2 separate regions of the Gossypium hirsutum genome follow, and region 1 is linked to region 2. Evidence: chromatin contacts called from public Hi-C data. All regions are on one chromosome and are shown on one strand. The core of a region is the stretch at or near the end of the contact, and the rest is flanking DNA. Distances in the headings are between cores, read along the strand shown.

Region 1 (4,765 bases), core at 1,344-3,843, 170 kb before region 2:
TCAATTAGATTGCTTAACAGAACAAATTCATTAATTAATATTAATATACTTTGTATTATTGTCCTTAAATGGTTTTTGCACACAAAGTAGAATGGAAGCAAATGTTGCTCATTGGTTGTCTAATGTTTAACTAGTATTTAGTGATATTACGTGGTTGAATCGTAATACAAAAAGACAACTAGTATTAGTAGACGAACCTAAACATGTCGTTAGTCAAATAAAAAATGAGCAAACCAATTGAAAGACTAATATGTCTTCTATCATGCCCAAAGGGGGAGATACCTTGTCTTTGGCATTGGAGCAAATGACTCCTAGAAGATGAAGACATAGATATGATTGATTGGACTGATAGTACATCATATAGGACCCAAGCAGAATAGATCCTGAATCTGTTTACGGATTTATTCACTTAAGACATTCATAGTGTACCATACCTAAATCCTGAGTGGATAGCGGACTATGTATGGGTGACTCGTACACTTTGATGTAAGTAAAAGCCTAAGTTCAAATAGATAAGGAACCCAAAACTGGTGTGTTGGGTGTACGACTTCTGTAGTATGTAGTGCCATTCACAGCAGCGGAATTCATAGCCCAAAACATGGTTAAATAATATCCTCTCATTGGTATTTCATGGTTGGTGAAAAGTAAACATGGCCATGAGTCATCTGTCTTTGTGATGGATGACTTGATCACTAATTGATAGTGATTGACTTTTCATGAAGGAAGATGTCATGGTTACCATAAGATAAAAAAGGATAATATTAGGAGTGGATATTATCCCAAAGAGATCAATGATATCTTATGAGGGTAACACACTAATGACAAGGTCATTGGACGAGCACTAAGTAGTTGTTGTCATAATGGTATGTCGTTGGGGAAAGCTCAGTCACGATACTATAGTGGAATGACTTCGTGACTAAATGAGTTTATAATTAATAGGCGAAAAGTCAAGACCTATTTCTAAATCATTTGAGCCTCAACTTCACATGTCTAATTGATCCCTCACTAGCTCATTGAAACCAAAAATGAATTGTATGTTTGAATAAAAATGAACAGAATGAATAGAAAAAGAGAAATGAGAAACATTTAAGAATGATTATGGTTTTCTCCAAAATGGAGAAATAGAATCATTTGGAAATGAATGTAGGTTTCCAAAAATGGAAATGGAAATGAAAATAGAAATTTGCAATCATATATCAGATTACTTAAATAATAGAAGAACGAGTTTATGTTTTTGGACTGTTTTGAAGCCTAAAAATGAAAATAAACCATTCGGTCATAATGAACAAGTTAAGTTGTGACATATTGAACGAAATTTCTCCAAATTTTATCTAGGGTAAAATTGTCAAAATTTTATTGGAGTAAAATTGGGATGAAAAAATTATTTAATATGTAAATATTAAAGTTTATTTTATGAAATAGAATAACTGAACTGGGTTAGATCACATTACAGAATACTGGGTCAAAAAGGCTCAAGAAGTGCTCGTAATTGGACCTGATGTGAAAGAGGCCCAAAACCCCTCATATAACATGAAGGAGGCAACAACCCCTTTAGAAATATAAGGGTGAGTCATTCACCCCTCTCCTACTCTTAGTAGAATGTTGTTTTTCTATTTAAAATAAACTTTATCATACAATATACTTTTCAAAATTATAAAAACTAAACCTTTATTCGTTAAACTAGCTTAAATATAGTATACCATAACATACAATCACTACTTTAATATCGACTACAACTTACCTATGCATCCCATGAAAATGCACACTAGTATTTTAGTATACTACTTATGTAAATTGAAAACAATAAAAATTAAAAACTAATTAAGAATTAAATTTATATATAATATATTAAAAATTTTAACTTATATGCTAATTGAGTTAAAACTCAATCAACAAATTATTATATATTAATTTTTATTATTTATGACATTTAATATTAAAATTTTAATCATATTATTTTTAACAAATTTAATTTTAAACAAAACTTAAATACAATAGATGAGACTCACGTCATTATTAAAGTCAACCTAATAGTGATATGAGAAGAATTAATTTAGAGCTAAAATTTACCTTAATTATTTCAATATTTTGCTTTATATATATATATTGTAGATATTAGATATATGTAGTATTTTTTCTTTACTCTCAAATTAAATAAAAAATCATTTTAGTTATATATATCTATATTATGTATAAAATGATTGATTGAGTTAGTACCACGAATTTAACTTGAAATTAACTCAATTGTAAAATTATTAGGGTAATTAAAATTATTATAAGAATAAATTTATCTTTTCACACTTCTTTATAGTTTTTAAATAAAATAATTAAAATATATTATTTGAGAATCGAATACAAAATTAATAAATTTATATAAAATTTATTGTCATTTCACCAATAATTATTTATTAAAATAATTTTATAATAATATAAAATATTTTCTTTCCTCCATGTCATGAACTTAGAAAACTTCTGAACAGTAAAGAGTTGGGTGGAAGAACTTATCATGTTTTAAGCCCAACATAAATAAAACAACTCCGCAAAAAATAATTATGTTTAAGCCCAACAAGAAAATCCCAAACCCCAAATACGAGACTTAAAATCCCCCGCAAATCTGGAGGAAGCACAGCGCAAAACAAGAGCATAGAGAGAGATGGGGAGAAAGAAGGGAGTGCTAGAGTTCGAAGAAACCGGGCCAGATGACTTCGACCCGGCCAACCCCTACCAAGACCCAGTTGCCATGCTGGAAATGAGGGAGCATATAGTTCGAGAGAAATGGATAGACATTGAGAAGGCGAAGATCTTACGAGACAAAGTCAGGTGGTGTTACCGCATCGAAGGAGTCAACCATCTCCAGAAGTGCCGCCACCTCGTTAGCCAGTACCTTGACGCCACCCGCGGCATTGGTTGGGGCAAGGATGGCCGCCATCCGTCCCTCCACGGTCCTAATCTTTTTTATTTTAAATATATGCTACTTTTATTTTCTTTATTTTATTTAAGCTCGATTGATTGTTAATTTTATTACTCGCTATTTTACTTCCTGAATAAATTTGAAAAAAAAAAGATGAATAATTTTCGCCTATTTAGCTCGTTTTCAATTGATTTTTTTTTTCGTTTACTACTTCCTTTTAATTTTAACAAGGTTTTAGGAAGTCAAAAGCAACGCTAGGGGTAAAAGTAACGAAACGATTGAATGTTAAACCATTATTTTATTTGTTTTGGAATGAGTCAACATTGTTGTTTGGGGGAGGGAATGTCTGAACTGTATTGATCATTGTGTTTAATGATTTCGGATATAGGTCCGAAGGTTGAGGAGGTTGAGTCAGAATGAGTGGCTGCATTCAGCTAAGGAAGGTAATCTGAGGCCCTAATTCGTTCTTTATATTATCTATTGAACCTTCTTTTTACCATTGTCTTGATCAAATTATTTCTTACTATATTGTTGTTTGTGAAACTGTTTGGCTGAATTATGGGATTTGTGTAAAGAAAAAGCCTAAACCTACTTAGCTGAATCGTGCGACAAGTATATGCAAAGGAATGATTTATGTGGTGGCAAAAGCCCTTAGGAAATAACCAAATTTAGATGTTTTCTTGTTTCTTAATCATCTTTGTGAGCGATGACTGTTCTGAATTCGGATCTACTTTGAGAAAAAGAGAACTGCAAACTGGCTTATTGAGACTCTTGTAATATTGACTATTAAGGGGCTATTCAGTGTGAGGCTACTACAACTACAGAGATGTTCATTCACTTAAACATGATAGCGTAGTTTTATTAATAAGTCATTTTGCTTTTGGTGGGATTGGGGATTTAAGGACTCCTGCAATGAGCTTATGTAATCAGTTAGGTGCAAACTGTAAGAATCTTTAATCATCTGGTAGTAGGACCAATGCATTATTAAGTATTAGGCCATTGAACCAAATAAGCTCATAAGTCAGAAACCTTAAGTCTCTTCTTATTACTTTTCAAGGTTAGTGAGCTCCAAATATTTAATGTAATCTTTGGGGGAACATCACATGGGTGTGATAACTGTGCATGCAATTGGAATGGCTTCAATATACGTGATGTGTGCACTAGGTGCAGTAAATACATCTAGCAGGTTTGAGCAAATTATTCGGGAATCATTTTCAAGAAAGTTCAAGCTGCGATACTGTTCAGTGTGGTTTTTTGTCAATGAGGATTGAATTTGATTACTAGGACATTGGTTGCTATAAGCTTTGAGAACGGAAATGCAGGTTGCAAATTGATGGAAAGGAGATTCATACATTTGAGAGTTATCTTATCTTCATGGACAGACTTTAGAGGATGTAATTCATGTAATGGAGTAGTTTGGATAAATTGAACTACAGCAATTGAGAATGTAATTTGATACTTGGTGCATGCATGGTCTTTTATATGGATCACATAATTAGAGACTTAGAATAGCACACAAAATATATAGGTGGGTGCATTGAAACACCATATTTTTGTGTTCATAATTTGGTTGTATATGTGCCTAAACTTTGCATAACGTTGCTCTTTGGACAAGTTTGTTTTGCGGAAAATAGTTTTCATAAGATCATTTATGCATTTTTTGGTGTTTCTTTTGAGGAAGGGTTGAGAAAAAATGAATTTCGAGTCAATGAACAGCATAAGACATCGTCTAGAAGTGAGATGTGATTTCCATTCTATTTCAGCAAGGGCATTCAAATTCCATCCATAAGGCATTTGAATGCCAACCCATTTTCTAGAAATTATTTTAAAGATTATCAAGAAAATAGAAAGTAA
Region 2 (4,693 bases), core at 1,513-4,012:
GTTTTTGCGGTATCTACCGATACGCCTACCCCAGCCTTTTAATTTTTTTCCCTTTTCTTTTAATGATTGATAATTTAATTCATAAAAGCGTTTGAAGGGTTAAAATTTGTTGAAACGTTCATATAAGCTTTTGAAGGATTGTAAGTTGTCAAAACCATATAATTCAGTGTGATTATGGTTTAAATTTATATGTTAGCCTACACTGCAGAGAAAATAGATGCCTCTGCCTCTATCTGGCATGAATTTGGAAATTTTGCCGAATGTTACATCCTTAAGTAGAATGGTAATTGGTAGTCCTCATCCTTTCTGCTATATAATTTCTTTGGCACTTTAGGAAATATTGATGTGACTTAAGATCAGACTTAATTATATATTAAAAATGGGTAAAAACATGGAGCTAAATTTTATTTTTTTATTTAAAAAAATGAATAAATTAGTCTCGGGTTAGATTAAAGAGTAATTTAATTTTTATTAAAAATTTAATATATTTTTATGGCAAAAAATAATGAAATTTTTAATAAAAAATTTGTTTATTTTTTTTATCTAACACATAGATATTAATATACTATTTTTTTTTAATATAGGCGGCAAAATGCATTTAGATCATTAATATAGGTGCTTCAACGATACTTTTACTCAAATATTGTCAAAGATAGAAAGTTGCGGAACTTTTTCCCCTTTATGCTCTACCCTTCTCCTTTCTTAACATGTCTAATTAGGTATCTCATATTTTTTTCATAATCCTTGTGGACTGTATATTATTTCCTGGATTACTCGAAAGATGGTTTGAAAAATTAGGTGGATCATTGATCTAGATATCAGATATCTTGTTCATCACCGTTGAAGTAGCCACTGTTGAAGTGGCAAAGTTGTATGTTGATACAAAAGACCAGGGTTCAAGCCTAGGTAAACCTCATCCTGCTCCCCAAATTTGTGATGATCTAAAAGTAAATCTTGTTCATCACTTGTTCAAAAAGAATCTGCTAAAAGCTTACTAGTTTTTTTTATTATTCAAAATCCCCTTGAGAAAAAAAAAAGTAGGAGAATTTAGAGTAGACTACAAATCTATTTCCTGTATGCTAGCTTGCCATTTATGTATTTGATGAATGATGAGAATAATTCATTTCATTTTATTGGGTTTATATTGTGATGATACTGGGAATTTCTAACCTGTTGTACATGTGAAATATGTTTGTTCCTTGGTTTCTGCACTTTATCTAAAATTTGGTTCGAGACTAATTGATGATTCTTCAAGCTGACGTCTCTATGTTGTCAGTTAATTGCATGTGGGATTTCTGTGGCTACTTACAACGAAGGGGCCACAGATTTTAAAGAGACTCCAGCATACAAAGAGTCTATACAGTCTCGAGAGCTTTTAGAAGAACCCGATGTCTCAAATTTCAGATGTATTTGATTCAAACCCTACTGAAGTTGCACCCAGTTTGGAATAGTTGCTGTAATATTAACATAAAATGTCTTTATACTTGGGATCACTTGAATTTATTACGGGCTTTGCCTGGATTTGTAATCTACTGCATGTAATGTATAACTTTATAATTTGAGATAATATCATACGTTAAAGTTGACGGTTGCTTCCATCTGTTTTTTTAAAGCTTAATAGGCTTAATTTTTGGTTTAATTATGTTATTATTATATGAATTTATAGAGATTGCCACAATGGTTTGGTTGTGCTTGGATGAAACAAACATTAACCATTGCAAGCATATGTTTCATTCCCAAATAGATAAACTTTGTTCCAATAAATAACTTGCTCAAAACTATAAATACACCTAAGAAACAACACTTTGTTAACCAAAGTCAAAACTATGGAAGCGCGAGTCTTGAAAACAGAATAACAGCAGCAGCCACCATTGCTAAGAGGCCTTCTGCCTTCAATCTTCCAGCCTTGCTCCGGCCAAACCCCAACCCCATGATGCTTGGTCTTGGTGCCATTGGAACATTTGGGTTCCCCATGGGAGAAGAAGCTGGGGAAACAAGCAAAACTTTAACTTATAATATGATGATGATCCATTTAATAGAAAATTTATTCACCCATCTGGTCTTAAAAAGAAAAGGCAAGCCTTTTAAAATAATTTGATTACCAGCGACAGAAGAGTTATGATTTGTCCCTAGAGAAACTTGAGAACCAGATGAACCCGAAGGGTAAGGCAACCCTTAAAGAAAATATCAAGCCAATTAGTCAGATATCGGCGTGAATGCAAGATAATTAATTCGAAGATCTGAATGGTACCTGAGCAAGAAGAGCTGTTAGCTTGGAGCCTGCAAAGAACAGGTAACTGCAGTGCAAGAGTCCTGTTTATGGGAAAAGCACTTAAAGTGGTGTCTTTGAGGAGGAGACAAAGACAACCAGGCTGCAGTCCATAGAGCTGATTGAGATTGTCACAGCAGGACTGCGCTGGTCTCGGAGCATTGCCTTGCACAAATGGTGCACATGGCATGAAAGCCACCAGACGTGGGCTACAGTCGGATACGGTTGGTCCTGGGGTGATAGGGTCCTGAGAAAGGGAAGTGGGAAGACTGGCAACCAAGAGCAACAGCATGAGAATAGGTGTAAAGGCAAGAGCAGTCATGGTGTAAGCTGTAAAGTTTCTCGGTTTGTGCAGAAACTAGGGTTCACCAGGTACCTATATAAGATGTAAACACATGGTTTGAGTGTGAGTAGTTTACATGCATGGTGTGTGTTATTCTAACATGCACATGTTGTTGTCTCCCTCTCCCTGTGAGATAAATCTGTTCTGTTCAACTCAAATTATATGACACCACTATTTAGAAGTTCATGCTGTTTATATTAGGTCTTAAAAAAGAAATTTGCACGATTTGGAATTTTTTATTCATTTTCTCAAAGCAGATCTTCAATTCTCTACTATTATTAAACACTACTGAATAATAGATATTTTGAAAATTTTTGGAAAATATATCATTTCAAAATACTAGTATTTCTTATTATTTTGTTTGAATAATAAAAATTAGGTTAAAAATTATAAAAGAAAAATAATTATATAAAAAACAAATAATATACTAGATTTAATATGGATACCATTGGATTTGTAAACATATATAAATATTTTAAATAATACAAAATATATAGTAGAATTAAATAAAAATCATATTTTAAAGTTAATTTTTTTATTTTACTATGGGACCACATATTTAAATAAAAGGAAATTTGAAATATCATATTTTTAGGTAGAATTTGAATAAAGAATTTGAGTTACTCAAAATTTCTTTTTAGTTTTTTTTAATTTTTATTATTTTTATCTAAATTCTAAGGGTGGATTTGGATAAAAAATTTTAAAATGCCAAAGACTTTTAAAACTTTTAGTATTTTAAAATCCATCATTTTAAAATATTAGTTTTTTGTTTCTATTTTGTTTGAATAAATAATTTTTTTTAAAAAAATTAGGTTAATGAACTTTAATAAATTAAAAATAATAATTATATTAAAAAATAATATAAAAGATGTAATATGGATATCATTATATTTGTAAAAATATATAAATATTTTAAATAATATAAAATTTAAAAATATATATTGGAATTAAATAAAAATTATATTATAAAGTTAATGTTTTTTATTTTACTATGGGACCAAAAGGGATTTTGAAAAATAACCTCTTTAAGTTAAATTTGAATAAGAAAATTGAGGTATTCAAAATTCCTTTTGAATTTTTTTAAAATTAATTTTCTATTATTTTTTTTCCAAACAAGTAAATCTATCTTTTAAATTTTAAAAAGAAATAAAATTTCTCTTCCAAAATCTCTCATCCAGTCTAAATACACTCTAAAAATATTATTAAATCCCTACAAGTCAATTAGATTTTTATTTTCATGCAAAACATTTAAATAAAATAAATTAAACAATCCCTTAACAAAAACTACCTCTAAAAAAAGGCTCATTTAAAGCCTACAGCTTTATTCAAGATTTGGACATAGACATTTTTCCTTCTTTGATATTTAATTTAGTTTAAGGTTGTGAAAAGCTCTCAAATCTTTTTTAAAAAAGTAATTAAGTCCATACTCTTTTTACTCAATTGGACATTTTAACTTTCAAAATACATTAAAAGGCCCTCAAACTATTTCTAATAAAGCAATTAAGCTCTTACTTTTTTTTAGTACTCAATTGAGTACTTGAACTTTCAAAGTGCATCAAAAAGTCCCTCAAACTTTTTCAAAAAAAGCAATTAAGCTCCTGATTTTTTTCACTCAATTGGGTACTTGAACTGTTAAAATATGCATTAAAAAGATCATTTGTTCATTAACTTTAACAGTTGACTATTAAAGTTAACTACCCTTAACTTTTTTCAGTTAAAGCAACCCTGTGTCACAACCATGATGTGACATGTGGCAAAATGTAACACCCTAACCCCAGTCTAGTTGTCCAGACCAAGTTCAGAGAATTACAACATCATATTAATAATTTAGCAAACTCATAAGATAGATAGTTAGAATATCTAAATCCAGATACCCAACAGAATAACTTTAGTTCACAAACGTCTTAAATCCATAATATAGTAGTGACATAATCTCATATTAAGCCTAGCAAAAGATAAGGTTGACCGAGCCGCCGTGACATCGATCCCATTTAGTGTAATGGTTCACCTGAAAGCCAAAAGTAATAGAGTTAGTGGTAAACTCAATGCGCAATAGCAAATGTACTATTCAGCTTTCGTAC

The links. A called contact is a pair of places that touch in the nucleus more often than the background predicts.
Region 1: a contact with region 2 is called in a Hi-C map of leaf, with 2.2 times the contacts expected there. The contact joins the promoter of LOC107915573 here to the promoter of LOC107923440 in region 2. A contact is called at or near these places in 2 of 34 Hi-C or Micro-C datasets (both in leaf).

Annotation. Positions count from the first base shown.
Region 1 is chrA08:57,279,821-57,284,585 of Gossypium_hirsutum_v2.1, reverse strand. LOC107915573 (NADH dehydrogenase [ubiquinone] 1 beta subcomplex subunit 10-B) reads left to right here and starts at 2,593. Exons shown (of 3, transcript XM_016844744.2): 1 at 2,593-2,942; 2 at 3,300-3,354. The coding sequence starts at 2,654. The coding sequence ends at 3,331.
Region 2 is chrA08:57,108,554-57,113,246 of Gossypium_hirsutum_v2.1, reverse strand. LOC107923440 (non-specific lipid transfer protein GPI-anchored 10) reads right to left here and starts at 2,762. Exons shown (of 3, transcript XM_016853666.2): 1 at 2,252-2,762; 2 at 2,103-2,174; 3 at 1,709-1,985. The coding sequence starts at 2,591. The coding sequence ends at 1,825. It also overlaps the pseudogene LOC107923353.